Linked DNA regions of Sus scrofa: regions 1, 3, 4, 5 and 6 are each linked to region 2. The links are chromatin contacts, called in public Hi-C and promoter capture Hi-C maps. All regions are on one chromosome and are shown on one strand. Each heading gives the region's core, a stretch centred on a gene start, on an enhancer-like site or on the middle of the called end of the contact. The rest is flanking DNA. Distances are from core to core; before and after follow the strand shown.

Region 1 (2,700 bases), core at 135-2,634, 140 kb after region 2:
CCAGGTAAGTCCCCCGTGATGTCCCTCCCTTCTTGCTGTGCCCCCTGGGTTCGGAATGGCGGCTGGAGCCTGCCATCTGGCGGCCGGAACTGGAGTTGCGGGCCCCCAGGCTCTGGGCGCCGTTTCTCCTCCAGGAAGCTCTTCCCTCTCTCCACCATCCTCTCCCTGTTAGGGCGGCGGGGTTGGGGGGCGAGGACCCCTGTCCCCTCTGGACGCTGTTGAACGCACCCCACACCCAGTCTCCCCAATGTTGTGGGTTCGCCGCCCAGGACAGCCTTGACTTTATTTTTCGTCTTTTGTCTTTTCAGGGCCGCACCCGCATATGGAAGTTCCCAGGCTAGGGGACAAATCGGAGCTGTAGCCGCCGGCCTATGCCACAGCCACAGCCACAGCCACAGCCACATCAGATCCGAGCCGCGTCTGCGACCACCGCAATGCCGGATCCTTAACCCACTGAGCGAGGCCAGGGATCGAACCTGCAAACTCATGCTTCCTAGTCGGTTTCCTTTCCGCGGATTCGTTTGGGGCTGCACCACGACAGGAACTCCTCCCTTTTTTAAATGTTAAGATATAGATCAACAGTCATTTGCTACAAAGAAACTTACTCATTTTAAAACAAAACAGAAATTAAAACTGAGGTAGCTCCAGCGTCTGAGTAATGACGCAATCAGGCATTAGTTTAAATCAGCTATTGCTGCTGCAATCAGTTTTCTCAACTTATCAAATATTATTACGCCTGTTTTATTGATTTCTGATATATTCCAATTAAAAACATTTTTCCTCAACCTTATAAGTTGCGCTTCTAATTTTCCTATAATAGCCAGAGAAAGCAAAAAATAAATAAAAAACCTGCAACTTGCGTTGTGGAATGGAATTCAGGAAAAATATGACAGCAAGCATCTCAGGAAATTCCAAGGGAACAATAATTCCACCTTTTAAAATGCACTGGTTTTAGACGTGGCCGGCGGCTGGCAGCTATAACACGAGGTAAGTGCTCCTCAGACAGAGCTCCCAATTTGCTCGACCTGCACCAAATTGCTTAAATAAAAATGCAGGAGTTCCCATGCGGAAACGAATTCGACTGGGAACCATGAGGTTGCGGGTTCCATCCCTGGCCTCGCTCTGTGGGTTAAGGATCCGGCGTTGCCATGATCCGGCCTTGCCATGAGCTGTGGTGTAGATCGCAGACACGGCTCGGATCTGGCGTTGCTGTGGCTGTGGTGTAGCCGGCGGCTACAGCTCCGATTAGAACCCTAGCCTGGGACCCTCCATATGCCGGAGGTGCGGCCCTCAACAGCCAAAAGCCAAAAAAAAAAAAAAAAAAAAAATGCAGATTTTGTGGCCCACGAAAAAGAAGGGTGGGTCCAGGGGTAGGCGGAAGGTGGATTGATGAATATGCATCTAATTAGCATGCATCGAGGACTAACTCTCTGGGTTATGTAAGGTGCGTCGTGTGTTTTATGTGCAACGTCTCATTTGAGGCTGTGTGTACTCAGTACTTACATAATAATCGTAAAAAAATTCGAGAAGTTGAGTACTTGACCAACCCAGAAATGGCCAAGCCAGACCTCTAGGCTCTGCAGCTCCTAACTGCTCTTAAGAAATCTTCCAAAATCTCTAACCAGGCGGTGCACCTCTTAATTCTCCGCGGAGCGGAGTTCACAAGTTCACAGGCTAGTTCACAAGGTAGCCCCCTCCCTGACGCATGTGCGCAGGCGCGGGGCGGCCAGCCGGAGCCGGGCAACGTGGGCACCGCTCTAGCCCGCACGGCGTGGTCGCCAGCATCTCGCTAGTGATGACGCCCGTCCGGGGCGGTGAAGAGGGAAGATGGCGGCGCCCATGGAGGTGGCCGTGTGTACGGACTCAGCGGCCCAGCTGTGGAGCTGCGTCGTGTGGGAGCTGCACTCGGGCGCCAACCTGCTCACGTACCGCGGCGGCCAGGCCGGGCCTCGCGGACTGGCTCTGCTCAATGGCGAGTATCTGCTGGCGGCGCAGCTGGGCAAGAACTACATCAGCGCCTGGGAGCTGCAGAGAAAGGTGCGGTTGCGGGCGCTCCGGCGCAGGAGCCTGGGGTCGAGGGAAGGAGCGGTGGGGTCCGCTCGGACCACGAGCCGGGTTGGGGGTAGGGAGTCTCAGTTAGGGAGCTCTGCGCACGCGCAGGTGTGGGGGCTCTTTTTGGATGTGGGAGGTGCGCGCCCAGGGTGGGTTGGCGCGGTTAGCGCGCTGCGCACGCGCGGAGCTGAGGTCTGTGTCTCCCGGGCTTGGGGGGGCGGGCCTCTGGACCACCAGCTTCGCGCAGGCGGGCAAAGAGGGCTGGGGGTGGGTCCCTTAGGTGCCCTATGCCGGAGCTGGCGCGTTGGGCGGGAATTTTAATTGAAGGGAGTTTGCAGGGGGTCCCGTGGGTATCTTGGGCTTTCAAGGTGAAGGTCCGAGGCCTGGGGAAGCCAGCTGAAAGATAGCCCGGGAGATTCATGTGTTTATTTACCCCCCAACACCATAAAAGACGCTACCTTTTGCCACCAGGGCCCATGGTTTCTCACAAAAACAACCATATGCAGCCCCTGAAGCTGCTTGCCACCTCTTTTTGCCAGCCGACATCCCTTAGGGGCAAGCTCTATGTTCTGACTCTGCTTGGTGTGGTCCATGCACAAACAGAAGTTCTGTTTTAGAGATTTGGAAACTGAGGCTCAAGGCGGGATT
Region 2 (2,896 bases), core at 296-2,795:
TTGGGGATTCTCCGAAATCCACCAGGACATTCCCAATTAGCCGGTCTTGGACTTCAGATAGCCTTAGGCCAAAGAGAGAGCCAAGGACCGCTGGGTGGGAGGCCTCTGTGGAAATCAGCAGCCGCCTCTAATCCCTGAAAGTCCGCTGGCTCGGGAGTGGCCTACCCCAAGGCTCCTGGGCCCAGTCCAGGCCTGCGCATGGCCCTGAAAGGGGTGCTGTTGCTATGACTCCGCCCAAGCTAAAACCGACCTGAGAGGCAGGAGCAAAAGCCTGATCTCCCTTTAGGGAAATAAGAAACATCATTTCTTCTCCCTCTCTAAAAATTTAAAAAATCCCCTTTTCAGAGTTCTGCTGTGGCGCAGCAATTTAAGGATCCCGGGTTGTTACTGACTGCTGAGACCAGGGTGACAGAGGTTCTATCCCTGGCCCGGGAACATCCACGAAACACAGCTACAGCCAAAAAAAATAAAAAATCCAGTTTTCAGCACGAGGTGTATAGCAAACAATATTTACGACATTTTCCTCTATTTACTGAAGGTCTGCGAGGCTTCCAAAAGCCTGGGAAAGCGGATCATCACCACTGCCACGGGCCTCCCTGGTTCTGGCCTCTTCGACTTGGTCTGCCCCTCCCCCACTCACCCCATTCAGCGGGCCCTGGTTTCTGCCACTCCTCCCGAGGGCACCCCTACCGCCCAGCCCTGATCAACTCTTAAGTCTCCACTCCCCGGGATAAGTTCGGGGTGTTCTGCCGATGAGATGGAGACCCAGTCCATCCTCAACGCCCGACGATGGTGGATCCCAGGCCTCGATTTCCCAGAGTACAGGGCGGGCGGAGTTACCGTGCGCCCCGGGCCTCGGTTTCTCCATTCCCGCAGTCAGGGGAGGGGACCCTGGTCGGGCTTCGTTGCTCTGGGGTGAACAAAAGACAGTCGGGACAACCCCTGACCACATCGCGAAGCATGCTTGGTGGCCAGCGGTGGAAAGAGCCCACCCGCATCTGGGACGCGTTAGACCGCCAGATCCCCGCGCGCTAACCCAATAGGGCCGTCTGAGTTGGAATCAGACATCGGGCAGGTGCCCACAAGCAAGATGGAGCCCTATAGTTTTTCTGCCCAACCTCAAGATGGCGACGCACCTCTCTTTACCCTCGCGCCCTAGGCGGAGGTAGACTATGCCCGTTTGCAAGATGGCGGCAGCCTGGGGGAAGCACGCTTCCCGCCGCCTGACCCGCCACGTACCCACTCTCAAGATGGCTTCTCCCGGAAAGCCCCACGCAGGAGGGCAGCTCGCCCACAGGCACAGGCGCCGTCACGTGGTCTCATCTTGTCTCCCCTCCCCCGACTACACGGGCCGTTTCCGCCTCAAGCTCTGATGTATGGTCGCCTTCTCCAATGGTCGCCTGCAATTCTGTTTGGCCCCACCCCTCGAGCGGCCTTCTAGCCATTGGGAGGCTCTGGCGGGGTCCCGAGGTGCTGGCCCCGCCCATCTGCGCGATGGGAGCCAATGGGCAGAGCGCGCGGGGGACGTGTTCGGGCGTCTCCGCCATTTTGTGAGTCTATAACTCGGAGCCGTTGGGTCGGTTCCTGCTATTCCGGCGCCTCCACTCCGTCCCCCGCGGGTCTCCTGTGTGTGCAATGGACGGGTGAGTCGTGCTTGTCTGCGCTCTCTGCCGTCCCTCTCGCTCTCCAGCCTTTCCCCTGGCCGTTGCCGGGGCTTCCTCGGGACGACAGTCCCGGCGCGCCGCTCCGCCTCCACCCTGGGCCCCCGGGCGCTTCTGTCTTCCTTCCCTTCCCCCAGGTCTGGGATGCGGCCCGGGGAGAGGCTGCCGGGGTCGCGAGGGGGCGGGGGTCTGGGGGAGGTGGGTGGCTGGCCGAGCCCTGTTCGCTTCCGGTGTCCACGCGGCCCGTCCCGAACGCACGCGGCGGCCGCGGGGCCCTTCCCGCTTCACGTCCGGTTTCCGCGCGCACGCGCCGCCCTTGATGCGCGTTGCGTGGCCCTTCCGGCGCCCTGTACGGCCTCCGCTAGCCGCCCTGTGTGGCCCTTCCCGCGCCCCGTACCTCCTGGGCGCGCCGCGTGTGGGCCCCGCGCGTGCGCGATCCTTCGCACACCCCCCCCCGTTGGTTCTGGCGCGCGTGCGCGGCCTTTCCCGCCGCGCGGACTCTGCCCCGGCCTCCCCCGCCCGCCGCGGGCCCGGGCGCGGCCGAAGACGCCGCCCTCCTGCCCAGAAGGGCGCGGGTCCTCCGCCGCCCCCTTTGTTCCCGCCCGGCGTCCCGGGGAGGCGCCCCGGGCGCGTTGCTCCGGGCGCGATGGGGGCGGGGCAGTTGGCGACCCGAGCAACTCCCGGTGTGCCGAGGTGCCGGAGGCCTCTACCAACCTGGGGCGGGGGCGCGCGTGGCGGCCGGGGCTCTTTTCAGGAAAAGGGACAGAACGCGGTGAAGTTGGGTATCTTGTTTGTGAGTTTTGAGCAAGCCCTCCTTTCAGCCGGACTGGGCGGCAGGCGGGCGACTAAAAATGCCCTGAGGGTCACGTGCTTTGGGTGCTTCGGGTTTGAAATGATAGGTTTCAGACTGAATTAAGGCCAGTCTTTCAGAAAAATTGCTGCTGCGAGAGGAACTTGATCTCCTCGTGGTCTGCCTTGGCTTGGTTTGGGTGGATCTGCCCAGAGAACCCCTTCCCGAGCCAGGGTGCTCAGGAGCCCGCCGGTGGAATCTCGCCGGGAAGTGTTTTCTTGGCGGTCTGGTCAAGTTTTCGAGTTTTGCTTCCTTTCTCAAGAACTGTCCTGGGGAGCATCCTCCCCCAGGTGTGATTTGGGGAGCCCAGTCCCATCTGCAGTCTCTTGTCAGTGTTGGGGTGGTGGGGGCTTTCTGTTTGGCCAGCCTTCTCTTTGGAAGGGCT
Region 3 (2,810 bases), core at 245-2,744, 190 kb after region 2:
TATGACCCCAAGTACTGCCCTCAAGGCCCGGCAGCCGATGGGGCTCCAGCAGCTGCTGGTGACTGCCCAGGCCCTGGAGAGTCTCCAGAGTACCCCCCTACTACCAGGAGGAGGCGGGCTACTGAAGTGCTTCTGCAAGCTCTTCCCCCCCCATTGCCCCATGTGGGTTTTGGGGTTTTTCCATGTTTTTGTCTTGTTTTTCTACATAGCTGAATGCTACCAGCTGAGGGTCTTGGGGGAAGAGGGGAAGGCCTTGTCCAGTTGCATATGGGCTGGGGGTCAGGCTTTGGGCCAAACTGTGGGGCAGGGAGAAGAAACCCAGGTAGGGAGGGGTCTGGCCCCCAGTGGTTTCCGGTTGCTTCTTCCCCTCTTCTCTTTTCTCTGCTGATCAGTTTGTGGTTTCTATACCCATACAAGTTTCAGGTAGTTTTAGTGAAATGAAAATACTTTTTTTTCAGGGGGGTGGGGGAGGTGTTAGGAAGGAAGTAGGTCCTCTGGGAGAAGGCCAGGCCATAGTCCCCAAATATTTTAGGCCTTATGATGTACTAGATTTCCCTAGGATCCTTAGACCACCAACTCTAGCCCTCCCAGGTGCCCAGTGGGGACACTGAGGCCCAGAGAGGACAGTGGAGTTCTGAGTAACTGAGGCAAAGCCAGACCCCTCCCAATACCTGATTCCACCCCCCCACCAAGTACTGCACAGGGACCCCCTCCTGGAGGCCCTCCCTGGGACCAGCCCCTGCCCCAGAGCTCTGGGATCAAGAAATAATGTGAAATACCGACTGTGGACCAAAGGAAATAAAACCTCTTTTTAGGAAATGAAGGTGCAGGAGTTGGTGTCCAAGACAGCCTGGGGGGAGGTACGTGGCTTGGATCCCTTCTGGGGCCCTAGGGGGGCAAAGGGCAAACCTCTGAGTAAATCCTCAGGACCAGCCTGGGGAGATGTGGCTTCATCCAGCCTCTAGGCTTTTTGCTTGTGCAATCACTGCCTGGAGTTCCCTCTTTAGCATACTCCTATTCATCCTCAAAGTCCCAACAAGAAACCACCTCCTTTCACGGAGCTCAGAGCTCTTCACACTTGTTTCATCTTCATCATGATCTTGTGAAACATACCCAATTTCCTGGAGAGGGAACCATCCGGAGGTTTTCTTCAAAATCAGGGGGACCATTATGACCAAAGAGTCTAATCTTAGAATGTTGGGGGCCCCTCCACCTTCTGCCGTCACCTGGCCCGCTGTAGGGACCAAGGAATGTTTGTGGAATGAATGAATGAATTAGCGAATGATGACTTTAGTTGAACCCCCATTTTTTCGGGATGGCCAAGTGGAGTCTCAGGGCATTAGAGCAAGTTTGGCTAGGGCTGGGGCCCTCCAGGGTAGAGTGGGGAGAAAGGAACCTCCTGCGACAGGAGACAGGAGCTGCGGTATTGCGGGCGGCTATGCAACGAGAGAAGACAGCCCAACTGGTGCGTCCGCAGGCCAGCCCACTTAGGGTGAGCCAGGCGCCCCACCTCCCCGCAGTGATGCAGCAAGAAGCCAGCGATCCCTTTAAGAAACCCGATTCAGCGCGTCCCTGCTCTGACCCTCGTCTTCCCCCTCTGCGCGCGCGGCTCCTGTTGATCCGGCCTCTGAATGGCGGGTATACAAGCCAATGGGAGAGGACGGGGCGGGGCGGGGCCGGGCTGGGTCCGGGCGCGGCATCTCGCGCAGGAGGCTGCAGGCTGCAGGGGAGCCGCGCCCCTGGTAGGTTGGGGGGAGGGGGGAACTTCCTCTTAAAGGAACCGCGCTCCTCAGCCTCTATCGGGCGGAGGGAAGCCGCAAGTGTTGGGGGCTGGAACGGTGCGAGGGTACCGGAGAGAGACAGGAAAGGCCCTGAGACGCAAAGATGCGAGGGTGCAGATGGGTGGGAAGAGGCAGATTCCGTGGGAGTTAAGAGGTGCAAGCCTAATCCAGACTCATTCGCCTTCACTTCCTGCCGGGGAGTGTGTTGGGGGCGGCAGAACTAATCCCTAATTCTCACAGGGAAGGTGGAGCATTAGACTCACCTGAGAGGGGCTTTGCTAGCATACACCTGCAGCCCTTCTCTCGGTTCCTACGCCCCTCTGCTCTCTACCCCATTTTATCAATAGAAAAACTGAGGCCGCTCCCTCCGATGCCACTCGGAAAGGAGAGTCTTGGAGCGGTGGTCAGAGGCCTCGGGCCCACTCCCTGCTACCTCTGGCGGCCTCAGTTTCCCCATTGTACAATGATGCAGAAGGCCAGGCTGGACAGTTCCAAGCAAGGGACAGGCAGGACCAGGAATCGCTGGTTCCAGGAGCCTCCATCGCCGCCCCGTCTCCTTATTCATAGTCTGAATCTTGTGTTTCTTCTGAGCGAGGAATAAGGGAGGGGAGGGCGGAGCTGGGGCCGTGCCTCCTGCTGGATGAGTCACCTCTCTCTGGGGGGGCCTAGGGTGGCCCCTCTTCCAGCCTGTCATGTAAAATGCTCAGCACAGTACATACCCGTTGCTATTATCATCGGGGAAGACCGGGGACCGGGGACCGGGGGTGGGAGGGAACTCTTCCCTCGCTTAGAGATGAGGCTGGAGGACAGGACCCGGCTGGAAGCCCTTCAGTGGGGCTCAGGGTGGGGGCTGGTGAGGAAAGAGTTAAGTCTAGGCTCCGCCCCCTGCAGGATTAATAGATCGCCGCAGCGAAGCCAGCCGCAGCCCGGGCGGGAGAGTGAGTCCCGGCAACCAATCAGATAAGAGGACGGCTTCGGGCAAGACTCCTATTGGCTTACCCCTATTCCCTCCGGAGAAAGGAGAGCTCC
Region 4 (2,700 bases), core at 40-2,539, 220 kb before region 2:
ACCTTGATGGCAGCACATCCAGGCTTCCCAGCTGGCTGGGCTTCCCCTCAGTGAGGCCCCTGGGGAGCCACCCCAACAGTGCAGAGCTGGAGAATAAAGAGCATCTGGCCTAACTTTGGCAGTGGTTCCTGTGGTAGAACAGACATTGGAATCCTCTACACAGCTCCAGGCATCCTCTGCTCTGGGTGACTCCCCAGAGAGACAAGGAAGGACAGACACCCCAGCCCCACCTGGCCAGGGCTCGGGGAGAGGTGTGCACTCTGCCTGCCTGCTGCCCTTCCCTGGGGGGGAAACGGGACACTGACGCTAAAAGAATAATTAGGAGTCCTCAAAAGAAGCGGAGAAGAGAGAGTGCCCTGGTGGCTCAGCGGGTTAAAGACCCTGTGTTGTCACCACTGTGGCACAGGTTTGATTCCTGAACTGGGAATTTCCGTGTGGCCAAAAAAAAAAAAAGCAGCAGCAGCGGAGATTTGTTGGGGATGGCATGGGCAAAGACAGACAGAGGTGACTTGTTAAGGGAAATAGCATCTCTTTGCGAATGGCTGTGGGCTAAGGTGGCGGGAAAGGCAAGACAGAGGGGCTGGATATGAGATTGGCAGGACTGTAGATGCCAGGGACTTCAGCCTGCTATAACTGGGCGCTCTGAGAGAGTTGAGAGTTATAGAGGATGCAGGCGACAAAGATCCCTCTGGTGGGAAGGAAAGGTAATAGCCAGGGGCGAATAATTGGGAACCGTGAGTACTCCACTCACTCAGCAGGCGCGTACCGGGGACTAAGGGCAGAGGGAGCGCAGAGTGGACCCCGAACACAGTCTGGTGCATAGAGGGAGCTTTTCCCCACGAAGTGCTACACAGTCAGACGTAGACTGAATTAGGCTGAGCACAAACGCTGAGTTGAAAATCAGAAAAGGGAGGGGGACATTACTTAGTCCTGGAGGTGGGGTGGAGCCATACCGCCTATGCTCAGCAGGGCGTCTTTGGTAACCAAGGAGACCGGTTGCCAGGGCACCGTGCTAATGAAGGGCTCGCCCACTACCAAGATGGCAAGCAATCCAGCTTCACACCAGAAACCAAGCCCTTCCTAGGGATCCATTTTGGAGTCTGGCAAAATTTAAGTTCCTGGCCCAAGCCAGGAAAACCAGCCAGCACACGTAAAGAGGAAACCTGAGAGAGAATGCCAGTTAGAACCTAGGAGAAAGAGTGGCCTGCGGTGGTGATTTCCCAGTATCCCAGCGGGATCCGGGTGCTCTCTGCCCTTAACCAAGATGGCCGGCCCGAGTCGCTAGCGTACTGTGAAATATGGCGGCGCTTCCGGCCCTGTCGCCCTCAGCGAAGATGGCGGCAGTGGAGAAGCGGCGGCCGGCGATGACCCAGGCGGCCAGTATCACGGACAGCGGCCGGCCAGGGGTCTCCCGAGCAGCTGTGACGGCCGAGAGTGAGGAGGACTTTCTGCGGCAGGTCGGCGTGACGGAGATGCTGCGCGCGGCCCTGCTGAAGGTGCTGGAGGCGCGACCCGAGGAGCCCATTGCCTTCCTTGCACACTATTTCGAGAACATGGGCCTGCGCTCGCCTGCAAACGGCGGCGCCGGGGAGCCCCCGGGCCAGCTCCTGCTGCAGCAGCAGCGCCTGGGCCGCGCGCTATGGCATCTTCGCCTGGCTCACCACTCCCAGAGGTGCGGGGCTGGGCCGGGCCCGGGCGGGTAGGGGATGCGGCCGGACCTCAACTCCCAGCGTGCTCCGTGCTGCTCGCTCCCCGCCTCGGCGCCGGCGATATAGCGTGGGGCTTGCTGGGAACTGTGGTCCGTTGCCCCTGGCGCGGGGTGGGCGCGCACTGCTGTCAGCTGGAGGTTCCCGGCTCGGCCACCGAGATGAGGGCCAGTGCTGCGAGCTCTGGTCGACTTTGTCTTTTGTGATGCCTTTTTGCAGGTGCTGAGCTTCCCTTTGCAGCCCTAGGGCAAGGCCTCCTGCGGGCAGGAGGGGTGTCCGGGAAGGGGCCTGCATGACGCACAGGGAAAGGCCAGCAGGCGCACTGGCCTGGAGGCTGTAGGGCTGCAGTGTGGGGGTCCACAGGGGAAGGGAAGGCCGTGGAACTTTCGCATGGCGGTGTGGAGGGGATGGTGCCTGCCGCCCACCCCCACCCCCAGCTCTGAGCCCATAGAAGGGGATTGAGAAACACCCGTTGAATGTGTGAGCCATACCACGTGGATGGAGAGAACCAGCATCAACCAGACAAGGTTGCTGCTGGATGTAGGTGGGCTGGGACTTAGATTGGGGGTTCCCCAGAAGCAGAGCCTGAGGCGAGCATTCACATGGGGATCACGTTATAAGAAGGTGCTCTCAGAGAACTCAGGAAGGGGAGGAAGCCAGGCAGGGGAGAGTTTCAGCCTAATCCCCCAGCCCCCCTATCTGGAGGCAGCTCCTAAGAAGGGGAGCACAGAGAGGCTTGGAGGAAGCCTGGGTGTGGGGAGGGGTATGGAGAGCAGGCACCCATGCAGAGTGCCTGTCTGTGCCACAGGGGGAAGGGGGGAGTGTCCAAGGTGACAGCCAGAAAAGGGGGTGGCCAGAGATAGGGACCTGGCAGGGAGCAAGCTGGTGAGCGTCCAGAGCTCAGGGCACATGCTCTGAAGGTCGAGTTGCTGCTTTTGCTGGGGCCGAGGTGGCAGGAGTTGTGCAGGGAACAGGAACAGGAACAGGTCCCTGA
Region 5 (2,940 bases), core at 234-2,733, 170 kb after region 2:
CTTTCAGGGTCTCCCTGGAGGCTGTGGCGGGGCTGGAACCCACACCCAGGTCTGTGGGACAGCCACACTAGCTCGCTTTGCACCACACCAACCAAGTTGACCTGGCTGGCACTCCATGTACCTTGACCGTCAGCACCAGCCTCTTTTCTGCAGATGAAGGATCCAAAACTTACTCCAATGTCAGCACTCCCACCCCAGCCTGGCAGTAACTACAGGACACCAAACGAAATGGCAACCAGGACCCTGGCACCCAGTGAGCTCCTTCTGAGTGAGACCCCTTCCTGGAGGACCCATGCAGACACCCGTCCTCCCAGAACTATCCTCCCAGCTGAAAGCTCTGCCACCAGAGGCAGGACAGGCAGTAGGTTCCCAGGAGGTCCCTCACTGTGCCACAAGCAGCGCCACCGGCTGGGACTTTGTCACTAGCCCTGGCGATGTGACCTCAGCTAGGTCACATTCCCCCGGGAGGTTCAGAGCAGGGAGAATGGGGGTGGGAACAAGCTGAAGGACCAAAGCAGAGCCCTAAGAAAAAGAGGGAGGAGCTTTCGGTGCAGTGGGAGGCCAGGGGGGTGTGTCCTGGGAAGGGGGCATTGGCGGTGGAACCTGGAATCCTCCAGGATTGGAGTTCTGGGCTGGGCCAGGCCAGACTCGGAGGATTGGGAAAGGATCATCCGGGGCTGAGAATCCCAGGCGGCAGGGCCAGGAGGTCCTGGAGCTGGACTGCCGGGCTCCAGCCTCCGGAGGTGGGGGACGCGGGGAAGGGCGAGGCCAGGGGTGGGGTGCGGCTGGAAAAGGCTGGGAGTGAGTTCCTGGAGTCGGGATCAGGAGCCACTAACCGGATGAGCCTCGGGCCTTCGCGGTTGGAAGTTTCTAGGCAGGGGGTCGGGAATGGCAGGCTTAAAGGGAAGGGTCCCAACGGGTAGGGCCGGGTCTATGCCTCCGGGTGGGAGGGGCGCGCTCCCCCCGGCGGGATCAAAAGTCGCAGATCTGAGGGAAGGGTCCGGCTACCGGTGTCAAGGGTTGGGGCTGCGGTCACCTTGAGTAACACGAAGAACTCGAAGAGACGACGGAAGGCGGGAGGGAAAAGGCGCGAGTAGGTGACAGCCATCTTGAAGAAGAGCGCGTGGAAGAGCCGGTCGCGCACGTTGATGAGAGGGTTGGGATTGAGGTTGGGGGTGCGAGGCCCGCGCGCGGGGGCCGGGCCGCCGCCACCGTTGGGCCCGGGCCCCTGTGCCCCGGGCGCCGCGTGCTCCGACATGCCGCCCAGCGTCGCGCCCTAACGGCCCGCGGGTCCCCGAGGACGCCTCCCGACTGCCATCGGCAGTCCTCGCCGCCGCCGCGCTCCTCACGGCCGTAGGGCTACAGCCGCCATCTTCCGCCTCCGTGCCCCAGCTGACGCCAGCGAGTCGCGGCGCGGGCAAGAGCGGCCTCCTTGCGCTCGCGCGGAACGCCGGGATACCGGCGGTCGGCCCGTGGCGGCCCCGCCCACCGTCCTGACGCCTGGCTCGGAACGCCTAGGGGCGGGGCTGCGTTAGTCCCCAGGTCTTTTGCATATTGCCCATGCAGCTGGAAGGCGAGCGATAAAATTAGTCAACATATAAGGATTTTGGAGGTGGTAAAATAAACGTAAGGTAAATGTGACCGGTGAAGATGTTTTCTTTGTGGCGCTCTAGAAAATTATGCTGTAGCTGCGCTTACGTTAGGTTGCCCTAACTGTAAAGTGATCGCATTGGGATCTTTAAATAATGTCCCGGGAAGTATGGCTTTTGTTTTCTTCGCTTTCGGTGGTTCCGAAAGGGTGCTTCGTAACGTTATTAGCGTGTGTGGTGTTTCCGGGCTTTACCCGGCTCTCACCTTCCAGCATTTCGTAGTGGTGGCCCAGGTTGTGTCGTTTACTGAGCGCTGTTTTCATTCTAGAGGCTGAAGCAAAGGCTTTTTTCTTTTTCACAATCCAGATCTTGCCCACTAGCGCTCTTGGCTTTGGCTTTTTGTTCTGTGACCCGGGCTGCTCAGTGGGTCCCTCTCTGCTCCCTGGCCCAAGTGATGTGTACCTGGTCCCTGAAAAAGACTCTGAAACCGAGGTAAGCATTCTTAGAGCCTCAACCATCCCCTCCTCCTGGCTGCCGCCTGGTGCCAAGCCTGGGTGGACACGTCTGGACCAAATTCTCGCTCCTTCATTCATCTTTGAAACGCCTTGGCTCCTCCTGGTAACCAAGGAAGTAATCAGTCCCAACATTCGTTGAGCACCTACTGTATGCCAGGTTCCAAAGCAAGGTATGGGTGGGCTTTCTCAGGAAGCACGGAAGGGCAGATGGAGCTGGAGACCAGGGGCTCAGGCATCCTGAGTGTCGGCCCTGGGGAAGGACTCCCAAAGCCTGCTCAGACGTTTCAGGGAAGTGGCTTACAGTACCCCAGGGCCTGCGCTGGTGCTGGGGACACAGCGGTGGCCAGTGCAGGCTGGATTCTGCCCTCACAGGGCCCAGGGACCAGCAGGAGACAGGCGGACCTCTTGAGGTGGATGTCTGGTCTGGTTCCCAATGGTGAGCACCCCACCGTGAAAGGCACAGACAGGGCTTCTGAGAAAAACCAGGCCCTGGGAGGGGGTCTCTTCTGAATTGCACTGGGGGTGGGGGCGGGGGAGGGGGAGACTTTTCAGCTGTGTCTTGGAACCTACCTGAGGGAACCTTCCAAACCTACCTGCCAGTTTAATCCCACTCCCTGGAGTGAAGACTTTCAGTTTCATAGTGCGCCCTGGCATATCAGTAGGCACTCAATCAGTGCACATGCTTGATACTCTTATGGATCACCCCCAGATCACTTGTTAATTGCAAAAGGAGAGCTAAAACTCGTTCTTCCCAGTAGAGGGACCGGTCGATATCCTTTTTTTTTTTTTTTTTTTTTTTTTTTTCAGGGCCTTTGGCTAGGGATCAAATCTGAGCT
Region 6 (2,933 bases), core at 418-2,917, 230 kb after region 2:
CGTCATTATGGGCCACCAGCACCGTGAGGTCTGTGCGACGCGGCCGCCCTTCACTGGGCTTGTCCCCAAACTGGGCCTTGAACTCCTCCAGCGTCTGGTCCAGCTCGTCCTGGGTCACCAGGTAGCCACGGTCGTGGCAAAGCTGCAGAGAAAAAGAATCAGGTGACCAAGGTGCAGAGAGAACAGCAAAGGCTCAGGGTGCTCAAGGCCACTGCAGGGAAGATGGGAGCAGGGCTGGGATGTGAGGAGGGCTGTTGATTCCAAGGCCAGGCCCTTGGGTCTGGGGCAGAAAAGGACAGCTGTCTGGGAGAGGTGCTGCTGGGCTGCCTGGGGCAGAAGGCTATTGGAAAACCAGGCCAAGGCCTGGGGGCCAGCAGATCTAGGTCCTGACTCAGAAACTGGGATTCTTTGAGTGGACAGACCGGATGACCACCCAGACAAAGAGAAAGCCACCCACTCTGCCGGAATCCCCTTTCTTCAGCCAAGTACCCCACAGCTGGACTCTCCCTCTTTTTTTTTTTTTCCTCCCTTTTTGCCATTTCTTGGGCCGCTCCCACGGCATATGGAGGTTCCCAGGCTAGGAGTCTAAACCGAGCTGTAGCCACCAGCCTACACCAGAGCCACAGCAACGCAGGATTCCAGCCAAGTCTGTGACCTACACCACAGCTCACTGCAACGCCGGATCCTTAACCCACTGAGCAAGGCCAGGGATCGAACCCGCAACCTCATGGTTCCTAGTTGGATTTGTTAACCACTGAGCCACAACAGGAACTCCCGGACTCTCCCTCTTGAGCGCTCACTCTTCTCACCCAGGGCCCGCGACACGGTCAGCCTGAAGCAACGCTGTTCCTACCCTGTCTTTGGGTAGCACTGCAAGGAGGTGGAGAATATGGGTGCCACTGCCCCAGCTTAGTCCAGGCAGGATCCCCGCCGTGGCGAGGGTGGGTGGTCTTAGTCAAGGCCCGAAGCCTCCGTGGGATCACAATCGCCCCCTCCCGTGGAGTAGCCTAAAGCACGTGGCACACAGAGAACGCTTAGCTAGGGAGCTGGCATGACTTGGAGCCTATCAGCCCGAGTAGCTCAAAGTTGGTGGCCAGGGCGCGCTGTCAGGGCAACCAGACAGCATTGAGACCAGCTAACCAGGGATCCTTCCATATCCACAATCCTGGAATACTGTATCAGGCCCTCAAAACAGTGCCATAACTTTCCGGAAAGAGGAACACGCGAGGCCAATTCCCTCCCTCCAGCTCCAGCGAAACCCTGACCCTCTCCCCGGCGTCTCTCGGACTCGCCACTCAGCAGTGGTCGGCGGGGCCCCTCTGTCCCCGGCCCAATACGGGCCCCACCTGGGCCAGAACCTTCCCCTGAGCCGCGCGGCCAGACATAGAAAAGCTCGTTCCCATCTTCGGGCCTCGCGCTGGCCGTCCGCGCGCCGGACAGCGTTCGCTTAGTACTAAGGGCAGCCCCCGCGCGTCTCACCTGCATGATGGTCTTACGGATCTTCCAGAGCCGGTATGTCTCCTCCTCGTCGTCCATGGCTGCCGCCCCCCTCGAACTTACAGCGCCTGCGCTCGGCAAGACCCGTGCCCACTGCGCCTGCGCCGCGCCGCTGTCAGGCCCCCTCCACCTCGCCCAACCCTTACAGGGCTGTAGTCAGCTAAAGCCTGAATGCAGCGACCTTTGGGAGGGGCAGAGCCAAGGGCAGCCCGAGCCTTACTAAAGCGGCGGTTGGCTGCGCGAAAAGAGGGCAAACACCACTCACCCGCTCCTCGGTAGATCTCGCGTGGTTTTGAATGCAAGGCCTCTCTGGAGGCGTAGTTTCTGCTCAACGCCCGCCTAGGGAGGACGTTTAGAATCCAGCGAGGCAGATTCTTAGCAACATGGATGGACGTAGAAACTATCATGCTAAGTGAAGTCAGCCATACAATGAGACACCAACATCAAATGCTTTCACTGACATGTGGAATCTGAAAAAAGGACAGACTGAACTTCTTTGCAGAACAGATGCTGACTCACAGACATTGAAAAACTTATGGTCTCCAGAGGAGACAGTTTAGGGGGTGGGGGGATGTAATTGGGCTGTGGGATGGAAATCCTGTGAAATCAGATTGTTATGATCATTATACAACTACAGATGTGATAAATTCATTTGAGTAATAAAAAAAAATTAAGGGGAAAAAAAAAATCCAGCGAGGCAGGAGTTCCAGCTGTGGGGCAGCGAACTAAGGATCCGTCGTTGTCCCTGCAGTGACTGGGGTCGCTCGCTGCGGAGGCGCGGGTTCGATCCCAGGCCCAGTGGGTTAAGGATCCAGCGTTGCCACAGCTGTAGCACAGATCACTCTTGCGGCTTGGATTCAGTCCCTGGCCTGGGAACTTTCATATGCTGAGGGGGTGCAGCAAAAAAAAAAAAAAAAATTCAGGTAGGCAGAAGCAAGGGGAGACTGAGGCCTTGACAGGGTCTTGGGTACGCTCGGTTCCCAGGATGTTCGTACTTACTAAGAGATGGTTCGTAGGTGTTTGTGTGATCAACTGCAGGGAGTTTTCTCAGTTGACTCAGGGCCATGTCCAACTTAATGCCCTAGATCCTCAGTTATCCACTTTGTACAGTGGAAATAATAAAGTGTCCCCGTCTTAGAGGATTAGCTGAGGACCTAAAGGGATTGTTAGCTTGGGAGGAGCTTGGCATAGCTCCCACTGCTTATGAAATGCACTCATCTCTGTTTTCCTAGTCCCCTGAGGCCCACCCCAGCCCCTGGATACCCCACAGCCCCCAAGATTGTGCATGTTTTTACAACCTCCACATCTGCCCACACACACACATACACCACCCCGGTTCATACAGGAGGTTTGCCCAGCCCAGTGCCCCTGTGTCAGTGGAGGCCATCAGTAACTTCTCACTCGGTAATACATTTATTCAATGATTCAATATTTAT

Evidence for each region. Promoter capture Hi-C pulls out the DNA fragments that hold promoters and counts their contacts. A called contact is a pair of places that touch in the nucleus more often than the background predicts.
Region 1: a contact with region 2 is called in a promoter capture Hi-C map of liver, with 3 times the contacts expected there. The contact joins the promoter of WDR18 here to the promoter of PTBP1 in region 2. A contact is called at or near these places in 3 of 5 promoter capture datasets (fetal skeletal muscle, liver and skeletal muscle), 1 of 47 Hi-C or Micro-C datasets (liver) and 1 of 2 datasets of contacts at active chromatin or transcription factors (alveolar macrophages).
Region 3: a Hi-C map of liver shows a contact between it and region 2, with 4 times the contacts expected there. The contact joins the promoter of ABCA7 here to the promoter of PTBP1 in region 2. A contact is called at or near these places in 3 of 47 Hi-C or Micro-C datasets (heart right ventricle, liver and skeletal muscle).
Region 4: a contact with region 2 is called in a Hi-C map of liver, with 4 times the contacts expected there. The contact joins the promoter of TPGS1 here to the promoter of PTBP1 in region 2. A contact is called at or near these places in 1 of 5 promoter capture datasets (liver) and 4 of 47 Hi-C or Micro-C datasets (heart right ventricle, liver and skeletal muscle).
Region 5: a Hi-C map of liver shows a contact between it and region 2, with 2.6 times the contacts expected there. The contact joins the promoter of TMEM259 here to the promoter of PTBP1 in region 2. A contact is called at or near these places in 5 of 47 Hi-C or Micro-C datasets (epiblast stem cells, heart right ventricle and liver) and 1 of 2 datasets of contacts at active chromatin or transcription factors (alveolar macrophages).
Region 6: a contact with region 2 is called in a Hi-C map of liver, with 4 times the contacts expected there. The contact joins the promoter of POLR2E here to the promoter of PTBP1 in region 2. A contact is called at or near these places in 3 of 47 Hi-C or Micro-C datasets (heart right ventricle, liver and skeletal muscle).

The regions. Positions count from the first base shown.
Region 1 is chr2:77,422,496-77,425,195 of Sscrofa11.1, reverse strand. WDR18 (WD repeat-containing protein 18) reads left to right here and starts at 1,384. Exons shown (of 10, transcript XM_013994806.2): 1 at 1,384-2,037. The coding sequence starts at 1,828.
Region 2 is chr2:77,561,765-77,564,660 of Sscrofa11.1, reverse strand. PTBP1 (polypyrimidine tract binding protein 1) reads left to right here and starts at 1,545. Exons shown (of 15, transcript NM_214231.2): 1 at 1,545-1,643. The coding sequence starts at 1,636. It overlaps LOC102159224 (a long non-coding RNA gene), which reads right to left and starts at 1,344. Exons shown (of 2, transcript XR_001307040.2): 1 at 1-1,344.
Region 3 is chr2:77,374,033-77,376,842 of Sscrofa11.1, reverse strand. ABCA7 (ATP-binding cassette sub-family A member 7) reads left to right here and starts at 1,494. Exons shown (of 47, transcript XM_013994807.2): 1 at 1,494-1,638; 2 at 2,673-2,810. CNN2 (calponin-2) reads left to right here. Exons shown (of 8, transcript XM_003353959.3): 7 at 1-88; 8 at 91-823. The coding sequence ends at 125.
Region 4 is chr2:77,782,023-77,784,722 of Sscrofa11.1, reverse strand. It overlaps TPGS1 (tubulin polyglutamylase complex subunit 1), which reads left to right and starts at 1,289. Exons shown (of 2, transcript XM_021084307.1): 1 at 1,289-1,672. The coding sequence starts at 1,299. It overlaps MADCAM1 (mucosal vascular addressin cell adhesion molecule 1), which reads left to right. Exons shown (of 5, transcript NM_001037998.1): 5 at 1-113.
Region 5 is chr2:77,392,120-77,395,059 of Sscrofa11.1, reverse strand. TMEM259 (membralin) reads right to left here and starts at 1,483. Exons shown (of 11, transcript XM_003353958.4): 1 at 1,037-1,483. The coding sequence starts at 1,258.
Region 6 is chr2:77,329,489-77,332,421 of Sscrofa11.1, reverse strand. It overlaps POLR2E (DNA-directed RNA polymerases I, II, and III subunit RPABC1), which reads right to left and starts at 1,667. Exons shown (of 7, transcript XM_003353962.4): 1 at 1,480-1,667; 2 at 1-142. The coding sequence starts at 1,536.